Linked DNA regions of Sus scrofa: all the other regions are linked to region 3. Evidence: chromatin contacts called from public Hi-C and promoter capture Hi-C data. All regions are on one chromosome and are shown on one strand. Each heading gives the region's core, a stretch centred on a gene start, on an enhancer-like site or on the middle of the called end of the contact. The rest is flanking DNA. Distances are from core to core; before and after follow the strand shown.

Region 1 (4,326 bases), core at 680-3,179, 230 kb after region 3:
CAGAAGCACCTGGCAGAAGCAACAAACCTCAGGCTCCCACCACCTTGAGTGGCTGGAGCCAGGCCACGCCCAACCTTGGGATAAAAGCAGCCTGGTAGGCTCTGCCATTAGACAGCGGCCCTTTGAAAACCCTCCTCAAGACCCTTCCAGCCCCTGCCATCATTTGCTCTGGGCAATGGGAAGGAATGGCCTGAGAAATTTCCACCAAGTGACTGTTTTTTCCCTCTCATCCTTGGCCTTTTTAGAGCAACAGCAGCTACCGCCCCCCTCCTGAGAGTGCTGGTCTGGAGCCAGTGCCCAGTCGCAGCTGTGGGGCCAGGCTTCCCACCTGGTGCGTCCTGTCTCTGGGTCAACCACCTTGCGGATGACGCTCTGCCGGGCATCCCACTCTTCCTTGGTCATGGGCTTCATGGCCTGGATGCGGGACTTCTGCTCATCTGTCAGGACTGGAAGATGAGATGGCAGGGAGGTGGGGGAGCCCTCAGGGAAGGGACCCTCCTTCCCCCGCCTCCCACACTCCAGGCAGCACAGTACCTGGGCCATCCTCTTCCTCCTCGGCTGCTCTGTGCCACTGGTCCAGCGAAGGTCCAGGCAGAGCCTCAGCTTGCTGCACCTTGGCCTTTTCCTTGCTTCTCTTCTTCAGCTTCTTCTTCCTTTTCTTCTTCTTCTTCCTCTTCTTGTCCTTGTGCTTCCCCCGCTTCTTCCGGCCATCGCTGGAGGAAGAGGAGGAGGACGAGGAGGAAGAGGAGCTAGAAGAACTGGAAGAAGAGGAGGAAGAGCTGGATCGTGGTCTCCTCCGGGCCTTGTGCTTGCTTCTCTCTGTGATGCATGGAGAAGGTGAGGCTGGAAGGCCAGGAGGGGAAGAAGTAAACCTTCGTCCCCTTGCTCTGGCCTGTAGCAGGCTCAGGCTGACCCCAGAGGCATGAAGCCCTCGGGCAGGGCTTTCCAGAAAAGGGATCAGCACCCTGTGGAGAGGCACTTTCTGGGCTGCCAAGTCACTGACCACCCAGGAGCAGGGCAACCAGCCCCCACATCTCCCGCCCAGCTGCACCAAAGATATGATTAAGTGCTCCTTTCACTCAGTATTCAATGGGCTGGTCCAGCCGCTGGATTCTGAGCATCCTTCAATCCAGATACCCAGGATCTACACTCTGGGTCCTCCTTTGAATAGTGCTCTCTGCAATTTTCCCAAAGCCAGTCCGGAAAAGCCCGCCCAGCTGCCTGCAACTTCCTCCATGAAGTTCCCTCACCCCTTTCCCATTCCCTCTGGTTCTCACCCTCCGCCCCAGAGGAGGTAGTGCTGGCTTTGCGGCTTTGGGATCTAGAAGCCGAGCAGCTCCTGGGAGCGTCCTTACTGCTCTTCTTCCTTTTCTTTTCCGACCCTCTGCCCCGGGACCGGCTGCGACTCCTCGAGCGCTTGCGAGAGCCGACGTGAGCCATAGCGCCGTGGGCTGGAGGCGGGGAGACGCGCTTAAACTGGGGGTCCCTGGGCCGGTCCGCAGACTGGGTTCCAAGAGCGGCTCTACTCAGAACCTGGTCCTCTAGGGATCGATACCCGTCACCACCCGGGGCAGGGATATGAGGGGATCTATGCAATCGCACAACCCGCACCCGCCCCTCGCCCCCAGGTATCCCAGATTCTCGGCGGGCTCCTGGATTCTCCGCAGCGGCCTCTTTAAGGGCCCGCCCCCGCCCGGACGCTCCACGCCTGCGCGATCCAGTTCAGGAGCCCTAGGAACGGCAGTGTTCCTCAGCTGCCAGGTGAGTTCTTTATTCCTTTCCGCGTACTCCTACCCTCCACCCCGCGCCCTCCGCAGCCTTGCCGCCTTAAAGAAAGTCTCCGAAGCTGCTCCGCTCCCGCCTCAACCGTCCATTTGGCCGGACCACCTGCCCTGCACCGCGCCTTAGAGTAAGGAAGTGGCTGCTGGGTGACTTCCGGTCTGGGGGTGCTGCTCGGGAGACAGTCCGGCTGCGAAGCGAGGCGCGGTTGCCTTTAGTTCTGAAGCCCCAGGTTCCGTTTCTGTGGCAGCCCAAGAAACGGAACCTGGCGCGATCACCACGGGAGAGGCGAGTTGGGCATCCAGGCTTCCGCCTACAGGTGGAGCTCCGAGACGAGAGACCTGCTCTCCAGCCTGGCGCCAGTCCTGGAGTTTGCAGGCCTTTTGCTGCAGCTGTGCTTCTCCCAACGCTGTTCTTTCGGCGCGCCTGCAGCACCCCCAGACTCCCTGGCGCCCCAGGGAAGAAGGCGACCCTACTGCGCGCCGCTTTTCCTTTCTGGATTGTCTTCGGATGTGTCCACTGCAACGCGCTGCGAGCTCCAGAGCTTTGGTCTTTCCATCGTCCCCACCCAGTAATACAGAGATCGCACTCAAACGTCCATAAGGACCAGAGGGATCATGGCAGTGAATGAGGAAGGGACCCTGTGATCAAGAGCACCACAGGCCTGTCTAGAGTGGGGACAGCTGAGACCCTGCTGATTTCTGCAGTACGGATTGGGGCCTGGTGTTCCCAGATCTTCCCACTCCCTTAAGAAGTCAGAACTCAAGATTTCAACATAGCTACATGCCTCATCCAGTCTTGGGGCCAAGTTGCAAACTCTTCAGTAGTGATGATAGCAGCAGACACAGGGCTGTTAAAAATCACTTTATAAACATGAGGCCCCAGAACAACTCTAGGCCATACTCACCAGGTGAGGAAAGTAAAGCACAGAGAGGTCACACGGCTTACCCACAGTCACAGGTGGAAGTGATCGAATCAGAATTAGAACCCAGGCAGTCTGGCTCCAGAGTCCCTGCTTTTAATCCCTCTGCAGTAACCCCTCTGTACCATCCAGAAGATGCCTTAGGTGGCTGGCCCAAATCCTCTTTGTAGACAGGTGTACTCGCCCCAAGCCGTGGTATTTGCTGCTGACACCTCACACCTGTGCCCTTCTCTGGACGACTCCCTTGGCCACTGGAGATGGATGTCTGGGAAGTTACTCACCCCCTCCCTACCCTGAAATACCTTAAAGCCAGTTAACTGATGTTGGGGGCAAACTGTGGTACCATTCATGCTGCAAAGAGCCTATAAGATTGGGCTGAAGCTGGATCCTTCTTGAAACCACATTTGGCCCAGCTGCTTCTGCCCTATCCTGGTTCCCCTTCTTCTGAGAGTATTCCCTCCTTAAACCACTTGCACAGGAATCCCCATCTCAGCCTCTGGTTCTAACAAGCCCAACCTAAGGGAGTTCCTGTTGTGGTGCAAAATGGGATCAGCAGCATCTCTGCAGTGCCAGGACACAGGTTCAATCCCCGGCCCGGCACAGATCTGGCATTGCCACAGCTGTGGCATAGGTTGCAACTGCAGCTTGGATCTGATCCCTGGCCTGGGAACTCCATATGCTTAGGGGTGGCAAAAACAAACAAACAAAACCCTGATCTAAGCCAGCCTGTCTACTGAAAGAATGACCCAGAAGCCCGCACATCCTTTTGAACCAAGAAGTACTGAGGGTTGCAGGGTGTTTATTTCTGCTGGATCCAACCAGGCTCAGGTCAGCGCACACAAGTCCACTGTGGCAGGCTCCTCGCGAGTGAAGCCATCGCCGAAGCCCTCGTCGTCCACCAGTTGGGGCTTGCGGCAGCACATGGGGCAGAGGCGGTTGCGCACAGCAGAGGCCCGGAGCCAGACAACCAGGTTCCAGCGCTCACCGGTGCCCAGGGGCCTGGCCCCGTGCAGCTGGCCCCCCCGATGCAGGATGCCCTGGCCCACCACGTGCTCCACCTCCAGCGGATGGGCCAGGGCTGAAGGCACCTGCAGACAGCTGGGCTTAGGCCTGGGCACTCCCTGAGGCCCTGGCCCCTGCCCCACGGATCACACACACTAACCTGGAAGAGGTCTCCAAAGTATAAGGCGCCCCCTGTGAAGGCCTTGCCCAGGGACACGTTGAGGGTGAGCTCGGCATTATCATAGTGGCAACCCAGCTCTCGGTCCTGGCCTGGTGCATATTTGACCACGAAGGCACGGTGGCTGTCCAGCCAGCCCCCACCACAGTCTGGGTACAGCAGGGCCATCAGTGGCTGCAGGAAGCGCTCCCGCAGTGGTGTCACCAGTGGTTCATCCAGGCCCAGCTCGTAGAGCAATACCTGGAAGGGGGGGTCCCAGGGTCAGCGGGGAAACCGATGGGGCCCCACCCTGGGTCCATGAGGGAGTCCCTTACGGGGGACGGTGCTCAGTGCTTTGCAGACATCAACTTAACTTCATAATAATGTGGCCATGATCTCGCTTTACAGACAGGGAGACCAAGGCTTGGAGAGTCTGCAGCGCTGGGGAGACCTCTGACCAGACTGA
Region 2 (4,065 bases), core at 652-3,151, 180 kb before region 3:
GGATCTGGCACTGCCATGAGCTGTGGCACAGGTCATAGACGTGGCTCAAATCTGGCATGACTGTGGCTGTGGCCGTGGCCAGCAGCTGTAACTCTGATTTCACCCCTAGCTCGGGAACTTCCATATGCCGTGGGTGCGGCCCTAAAAAGCAAAAGGAAAACAAACACAAAAGGACCACTTCATTCAAAACTGAGAGGCAGGACATTATATCATCTCCCACCAAACTGTAAATGGAGGACGTATATGTGTGTCATCATTAGCGAGCAACTTTGGAAAAGACACTTCTCTGGTAACTTGTAAAAGGATGACGAACAGCTAGAACAAGGGAAGGAGCTTCAGATGGTTTTGGTCTGGCTTGGGCTCTGCCTCCAACTCACTTAAGGTTCTAATCTTACTTCCTACCTCCATCATAAGGTTGCAAGATAAAAACAAAAACCAAAGACCATAACAATTATAGTTAACTTGTCTTGAACACTTAGGAGGTGCCAGGCATTGTGCTAAGCACTTATCTCCCTTCACTTCTCAACAATACCAGGACACGTGTACTTCTGTTATTGCTATTTCAGATGTGGAAGGTGAGCTGCAAAAACGGCTGTCTTTTGTCCCAAAACACAGAAGTAGCCCAGCCAGGTAATGAGAACCAAGGGCTTTCTTGACTCCAGAAATTAAGTTCTTAACTATTTTCTTAGATGGCTGTCATAAAATATAAAGCTTTGGAGAGAGGGACAGGAAAAAGCTGACCAGGTCTGGGTTTTGAGGCTGAAAACCCCCACACTCTCCACCCCTGCAACCAAATGGGAGAGAAACCCCTTCCCCCATTCCACAAGCTCACAACGATCCACCAAAAATTTTTTGACATAATTGTACAAGGTCAGAAGTCCTGTTCAAAGCTTTAAGAGCTCTTCAAATTAAAATATGGAGAGAATTATAAAGGGATAAAATGAATTTTGTTTCCTTCCCGATCTGTATGCTCCTATCAATACTAAATACCAAGAAAACAGCGGGCTTCACGGCTTCTCATTCTTTCTTGCTGTATTTTCTCCGTTGCAACATTATATTGAGATTTCCTTCAACAATCTCTTTGAAATTTTATATTCTCGTCATTATTTCATTAACGAGGATGGGATGTGAAAGATGAATGGGGGGGGGGTGGAGATGGGTGCGTCAATGAACCATTAAAGACCGAAGGGCGGAAAGTGAAAAAGCGCAGGAATTAGAGTCAGAACACCCAGGTTTAAGACCTAGTGCAATCTTGGGCAAAATTTAAATCATCTGTAAAATGTTGCTAAGCGCCTCTTCACTGCATAACAGAAGGCCTACGAAAGTGTTTTATAATTATAAAGCATTATGTAAATAAAAGCTATTATTAAACAAGTAAACAGACAAGACACACCTCTCCAGGCTGATTATACATAGTAAAACACTCCCGCGCTTCCCAGGTGGGAAACTGAAGGCTGGCCCACAGGGCCCTCCGAGCACGCGCAGTGAGGCTATGGAAGCCAAGGCGGAAGTCTCTGTGATAGTCTATACTCCCAGTCCCCTCGCAGCACCTCGGTCTCTCGGCCGCCGGCCTTTCAGACTACCTCTCCCAGCCCCTCACCTTGTAGGTAGGCGCAAGACTGAAGGAACCATCCTGCCAACCAAGTTATAGCCCCCGCTCCCCGCAGCATAAACCCAAAAGGTCTCCCCATTTGCCCGGCTTCAACATGGCGGCCCACACACTAACCGACACACTGTCCAGGCGGAATTCCCTGGTCCTCCTCGCCTGGGTGGGCCCCGCTCCCACTAAACCGCTCTGGTTCACTTCAGAAGACTCGGGATTCCTTTCCCATGGAGACTGATGCCGAGCGTGGAGCGACGGTAGGTTCTTCCGGCCCGCCTGACCGGAACTTTACATCGGGAGCTACAGATTCGTCACGGGCCCTGATTTGGTTTTTGCTTTCATTTAAAAAATCTAATCGCATGCATTGAGCATCGAAGGCTCCATTGAGTATCGTCTCCAAAAAGAATGAACTTTTCGCTTTTCTAAAATTTTTCGCCAGGACAAAAAATGCTAAATTGAACAATTGAGTTGGAAGACTATCGAATGTGCTGCTAATCCTGTGAGATTCGCAGAATCGCTCTCCTTATTGAAGAGATCTTTGAGCGCCAGTGAGACTTTTCGTTCTCAGGTTCACTGTGAGAAATTGATTTTGTTTTGTTTTTTTTCCTTAGAAAATGCGTATGCTAGTTCACAAGGAAACTGTGTACGTATGTTTTCCCAGAGTTTTTCTAACCCCTAAATTTAACAAATTCGCTCCCCGCACAAGCAAAACAGTTCTTCAAAGTGAGCTCGGAAACAAGAATCGCGTGGAAGCGTGTTAAAATGCCGTTTTCCGAGCCTCACAGAGATCTCTGAATTCAGAATCTCTGAAAAAAATGTATTTTTTTGGAAAGTCCCCAAATGATTCTTTTTTTTTTTTTTTTTTTGTCTTTTTGCTATTTCTTGGGCCGCTCCCGCGGCATACGGAGGTTCCCAGGGTAGGAGTCAAATCGAAGCTGTAGCCGCCAACCTACGCCAGAGCCACAGCAAAGCGGGATCCCAGTCGCGTCTGCAACCTACACCACAGCTCATGGCATCGCCGGATCTTTTAACCCACTGAGCAAGGCCAGGGATCGAACCCTCAACCTCATGGTTCCTAGTCGGATTCATTAACCACTGTGCCACGACGGGAACTCCCCCAAATGACCCTTTAAGAACCCATGCCCAGATTTAAAACCAGGGCGTGGGAGGGGAGACCCATGTGGTCAGTAAATATTTATAGAGTAGATAGATGTATACATTCAGACTATGTTATGTTTCTTTTTTGTTAGGTCAGTGTATTCGGGTAGATTACGACTTGAACAACGAATTACTTGATACAGTTGTGCTTTCATAAATCTGATGATGAGTATCTCATGATGTTCTTCATTCACTCATTTTCTGATTCATTCTTACAAGTGGGTGATTTCTGCAAACAACTCATCTCATTTTGCTTCCAATCTTATTCTTAGAAGGTAAGCCAAATCACCATTTACTAAGGGTATATTACTGTTCTTTTTTTTTTTTTTTTTTTTTTGTCTTTTGTCTGTTGTTGTTGTTGCTATTTCTTGGAACGCTCCGCGGCATATGGAGGTTCCCAGGCTAGGGGTTGAATCGGAGCTGTAGCCACCGGCCTACGCCAGAGCCACAGCAACGCGGGATCCGAGCCGCGTCTGCAACCTACACCACAGCTCACGGCAACGCCGGATCGTTAACCCACTGAGCAAGGGCAGGGACCGAACCCGCAACCTCGTGGTTCCTAGTCGGATTCGTTAACCACTGCGCCACGACGGGAACTCCTATATTACTGTTCTTAGTCTTTATTGAATTTTGTACGTGAAGCAAAGGTCCTGAATATCTATAGCTTTCTTTATAGTACCTTTTCTTTTCTTTTCTTTTCTTGCTTTTTAGGGCTGAACCCATGGCATATGAAAGTCCCCAGGCTAGGTGTCGAATCAAAGCTGCACCTGAGGCCTACACAACCACAGCAACACTTCAGCCAAACTACATCTGTGACCTACATCACAGCTTGAAGCAATGCCAGGTCCTTAACCCACTGAACGAGACCAGGGATAGAACCACCATCATGGATACTAGTCGTCTTCTTACCAGGTGAATCATAAGGGGAACTCCATATAGTACGTTTTCTTAAAATTCATTAACAAAATGTATTGAGTTTAAAAATGAGCCATATCTATAGTTTAAACATTTATATTTAAAAATATGTGTGTATGGTATATACATGCAGTTGAATACTGTTCAGCCTTAAAAAGGAAGGAAATTCTGATAATTGCAACTTGGATGAACCTGGAAGACATTATGCTAGGTAAAATAAGCCAGACACAAAAGGACAAGTATTTTATGGTTCCACTTATAAGAGGGACCTAGAATAGTCAAATTCATAGCAAGAGAGAGTGATTTCTCTTTCACTTTCAATAGTGATTGCTAAGGCCTAGGGGTTGGAGGAAGGAGAATCATTGTTTTATGAGTACAGACGTTCAATT
Region 3 (4,119 bases), core at 1,148-3,647:
CTTTTAACCTGCTATACTACCACGGAGAACTCCCTCATTAGCTGTTTTTACAAAGCTTTGCTATAGTCTTATTTGCAAAAGTCAATTCCCACTATGAATTTAGAAATATTAAGACCCTACCAAAGAGCTTAACCTAAATTAAAAAAATATGGTGTGTGACAAAAAAAAAAAAAAATATGGTGTGCATAACCTTACCAAAATATTTCACATCAGTTGGTTAATAACTCCATTAATCAGAATACTAGCTCCTGAACATGTTGGCTTATTAAGACATTAACAGATTTTTTTGGAAAGTTATCTAAAATCACACTGCCAGGAGCTCCCGTCGTGGCGTAGCGGAAATGAATCTGACTAGGAACCATGAGGTTGTGGGTTCGATCCCTGGCCTTGCTCAGTGAGTTAAGGATCTGGCACTGCTGTGAGCTGTGGTGTAGGTCACAGATGGGGGCTCGGATCTGGTGTTGCTGTGGCTCTGGCGTAGGCTGGCAGCAACAGCTCCCATTTGACCCCTAGCCTGGGAACCTCCATATGCTGCAGATGTGCCCCTAAAAAAGGACAAAAAACAAACAAACAAACCCACAACTATAATAATAAAAGCACACTGCCAAATACAAAAAACAAAAACACACTCAAACTAAACAAAGTCCATTTGATTTTGTAGCAAAAAGCAATGATCTCCTGTCTCCTGTATTGTTAATCTACATTACTCGATTTTTTTTTTTTTTTTTTTTTTTTTTGGCTTTTTAGGGCCTCACCCTCTGCATACAGGTTTCCAGGCTAGAGGTCAAACTGGAGCTGTACCTGCCGTCCTACACCACAGCCACAGCCACAGCCACGTGGGATCCCAGCAGAGTGCAATCTACACTGCAGCTAACGGCAACGCTGGATCCTTAACCCACTGAGTGAGGCCAGAGATCAAATATGCATCCTCATGGATATTAGTCAGGTTTGTTACTGCTGAGCCACAACAGGAACTCCCCCGTTACTTGATTTTGGACTTAACATTTTTCTTGCAAGAAAACATACCTCCCTCTGCCTAGAACTGTCTCAGGAATTCCCGTTCCCATCTTTCTGTGAGTGCAAAATTCTCAAATAGAAATTTTGTAACCAACTGAAATTAGTGATAAAACTTTTGTGGGGGGGGGGCTTGAAACATGGTCACTGAAAAGAAAGCCATGTGCTTAAAAATAATTTGATTTGGGAGTTCCTTGGAGGTCTAGTGGCTAGAATTTGGCTCATTCACCGCCTGGGGTTCAATCCCTGGTCTGGAAGCTGAGATCTTACTTCAAGCTGCTACAAGCAGTAAGCTAGAAAAAAAAAAATTTTTTTTTTTTTAAATTTTGGTTAAGTATTACACATACAGTACTGATTGGGGATTTACACAACTGGGGAGGGAGGATTTCATTTATTTAAACTTGAAATGTTTCACACATGGAGTTTCGGGTAGACTGAATTTTTACTGTTGAAACAAAATTCTAGGTATTCTTAAGAGGCTCAGATCAGATGGAAGGTCTCTTCACAGATTTGCTATTCCAAGGGCAAATATCTTCTCCATCCTGGCTTCTCAACGACAGGGCTAGCAAAGTCCCTTTCTTGTGTGCTCAGGTCACCTGAAGGGAAATCTAACAGCTAGAAGTACCTTAAAGGTTAAGAACCTTTCGTCTGAAGAATAAGAACTGAACAGCGCGTGTAAGACGGGCTGGGGGCCCACGGGGAGGGATGCGGGTTCTCCTTGGTCCTTTCAAAGGACTGGCAAGAGCAGAACACCCACCATGCCTGAAATAAGCCCTGCTGCGCACTAACAGCTCCCTAAGGCTCTGCCTAAAGAGTAAATGAGCATCGCTCATGTGCCCTCGGGCCTCGGTGGAACTGTTTTCTCCACAAAAGTGGGCTCTCCTCCTCTCCCACTTCAGGTCCGAGAAGAGCCCTTGCCAATCCCCACAGCCTAGGGTAAACCAGGTTCAGGGAAAATTTAGCTCAGGTGTCTGGGCTGGCCTCAGGTCAATGAGCTGAGCGATTCAGGGTTGCGAACTGGGAAACTCAGGGGCACTAGTTCCCAGTCCTCTCTAGGAGCCCCTGACGATCGTGGGCAATCGTGGTACCTGGCTTCTCTGCAGACGCTTACCTGACCTCAGGACTGGCCTCCCGCCACCAATGTTCTGGAGGAACCGGAATCATCGCAGGACCGGGAAAGCAAACGCGATCCCGGGCCTGCGCACGCGCGGTATTCCTGCCGCAGCCCCCGCTCACCTGAGTCCCTTCATCTTACTAACTGCGCATGCGGGAAACAGAGGCTACTTTCCCGCGTAGCTGCAGTAGGTTCCCAGAGAGCCAATCAGATGAGAGGACCTGACAGCAGCCCCGCCCCCTCTCTTTTCTCAGGCATCCGACAGCCACTTCCTTGGGAGTTGGGGGACTGGCCTCTGGAAGTCGACGCGCTGGCCGCGGCTCGGCCGTCTCCGCCCCCTTCCGGGCAGCCAATTGCATCTAAGACGTCTGGCGCGCGCACGCTCCCTCGAGTTTAACGGTCGCGAGAGGCCGCTCGCCCGATCGTAACATCAGCAGTGAGAGCCGGGGCCAGGTAAGCGGCCGCCGGCCTGAGGGGAGCTGCCAGTCACGGGGGAAAGGGGACGCGATATCGAAGACACCAACTCAGCGGACCCTTGGGTGTGCTGATGGGTTAGGGCGGGGGTAGCCGACGGTCAGCAGAAACCACCGCAGCAAAACCAGCGGGCGTGTGGGGCTTTGCCTGCGGACGTGAGCCTTTTCTAGACTCTGTGCCCTTGAGTGACATCCTCACGGCCCAATCGCGGAGCACCTCTTCCCGAGGGGCGGGGGGCTTGAGGGATTTCGCTTTTCTCCCCCCACACCCCCCGCTCAGCTTCCTCTGCTTACTTTTGGGGGATTATAATTATAGTTTATTGGTTGGAGCAGTGGCTTTAACTCTGGCCTCTCTACTGTCTACAGTTGAGGCGACTGCGTGGGTCCTCCCTCGCCTTCCTACTTTAATCCGAGAGCCGCCAGCAGCAGTTGCGGTGCGTCTGTGAGCACGAGAATGTCAGGATCTGGCCTCAAAACCTGAAATCATCCCTTCCGTCCCCCTTCTCAGGTTCCCAACAAAGCAGAACGCCTCGTTAACATATTCTCAGTGAATCAGTTGTTCTTTTCCCCGTTAACTCCTTTTTTTTGCTAGGAGCTGGAGACATCAAAAGCATCATATTTTGTTGCTGGAAGATACAAAAATGTCTCAGTTCTTATATACATTCTCCAGCAGCTTTTTAAAATTTTGCATTGTGTATCGGTTTTTTATCTTTTTAGGGCCGTACCCACCGCATACGGAGTTTCCCAGGCTAGGGGTCGAATTGGAGCTGCAGCCACTGGCCTAGGCTACAGCCACAGCCAGGCCAGATCCGAGCCCCGTCTGCGACCTACACCGTATGTCCGGATCCTAAACGCACTTAACAAGGCCAGGGATCGAACCTGCGTTCTCACAGTTCCTAGTCAGATTCCTTTCCGCTGAGCCACGAAGGGAACTCCTATATCAGTTTTTTAAAAATTTATCTCTGCTGTCACCCAGCTCTTTCCCCCCACCCCCCAAACTGGGGAAGCCTCATCGCATTTCACATGGTTTTCCATCTGCATCTACTGCATCCGGATTAACTCAGTGGGGGAAATAATTGATGGGGTATCATTTGCATGCAGATGCACCTCCCTGGAGAGCTTGTGTTTTCCTGCTAGAAGAGCAAGGTGATTTGAATTCCGGTATTTTCGTTGCCAGATGGAAGGTGCAGCCTCTGACTTTTTCAATACCCCATTTGTCGTTGGTGATGGGCTGAGTCACTGGGGAGAAATCATTTAGCTAGGTCCGGTTACCCTTGGCTTTCACACCTGTCCCTGAAGGAAATGATTCCTTTATGAGCTGATGTTTTCAAGGTTGCTTTGTCAAACCGGGCCCTAGAAAGTGGGAACCTAGAGGAACCAGAATAATAGTTAATTTTCCTCTTTCTCATTCCTTAACACTTCTGTTTTGTAAGCAGCATAGGTTTTCTTTATTTTTTCCCCTTACTCCATGGCTCCTTTTTTTTTTTTTTTTTTTTTTTTTAAACTACATGAGTTGAC

Evidence for each region. Promoter capture Hi-C pulls out the DNA fragments that hold promoters and counts their contacts. A called contact is a pair of places that touch in the nucleus more often than the background predicts.
Region 1: a contact with region 3 is called in a promoter capture Hi-C map of liver, with 4 times the contacts expected there. The contact joins the promoter of ARL6IP4 here to the promoter of MPHOSPH9 in region 3. A contact is called at or near these places in 1 of 5 promoter capture datasets (liver) and 5 of 47 Hi-C or Micro-C datasets (heart right ventricle, liver, mesenteric adipose tissue and 1 more).
Region 2: a contact with region 3 is called in a Hi-C map of liver, with 5 times the contacts expected there. The contact joins the promoter of SNRNP35 here to the promoter of MPHOSPH9 in region 3. A contact is called at or near these places in 1 of 47 Hi-C or Micro-C datasets (liver) and 1 of 2 datasets of contacts at active chromatin or transcription factors (alveolar macrophages).

The regions. Positions count from the first base shown.
Region 1 is chr14:29,886,541-29,890,866 of Sscrofa11.1, forward strand. ARL6IP4 (ADP ribosylation factor like GTPase 6 interacting protein 4) reads right to left here and starts at 1,930. Exons shown (of 5, transcript NR_033706.1): 1 at 1,278-1,930; 2 at 535-758; 3 at 329-446. OGFOD2 (2-oxoglutarate and iron-dependent oxygenase domain-containing protein 2) reads right to left here. Exons shown (of 7, transcript XM_001928564.5): 6 at 3,864-4,121; 7 at 3,463-3,789. The coding sequence ends at 3,526.
Region 2 is chr14:29,475,150-29,479,214 of Sscrofa11.1, forward strand. SNRNP35 (U11/U12 small nuclear ribonucleoprotein 35 kDa protein) reads right to left here and starts at 1,902. Exons shown (of 2, transcript XM_003359089.4): 1 at 1,727-1,902. RILPL2 (RILP-like protein 2) reads left to right here and starts at 2,986. Exons shown (of 5, transcript XM_013982786.2): 1 at 2,986-3,036.
Region 3 is chr14:29,656,631-29,660,749 of Sscrofa11.1, forward strand. It overlaps MPHOSPH9 (M-phase phosphoprotein 9), which reads left to right and starts at 2,398. Exons shown (of 24, transcript XM_021074060.1): 1 at 2,398-2,581. It overlaps C14H12orf65 (probable peptide chain release factor C12orf65 homolog, mitochondrial), which reads right to left and starts at 2,276. Exons shown (of 4, transcript XM_001928287.6): 1 at 2,126-2,276.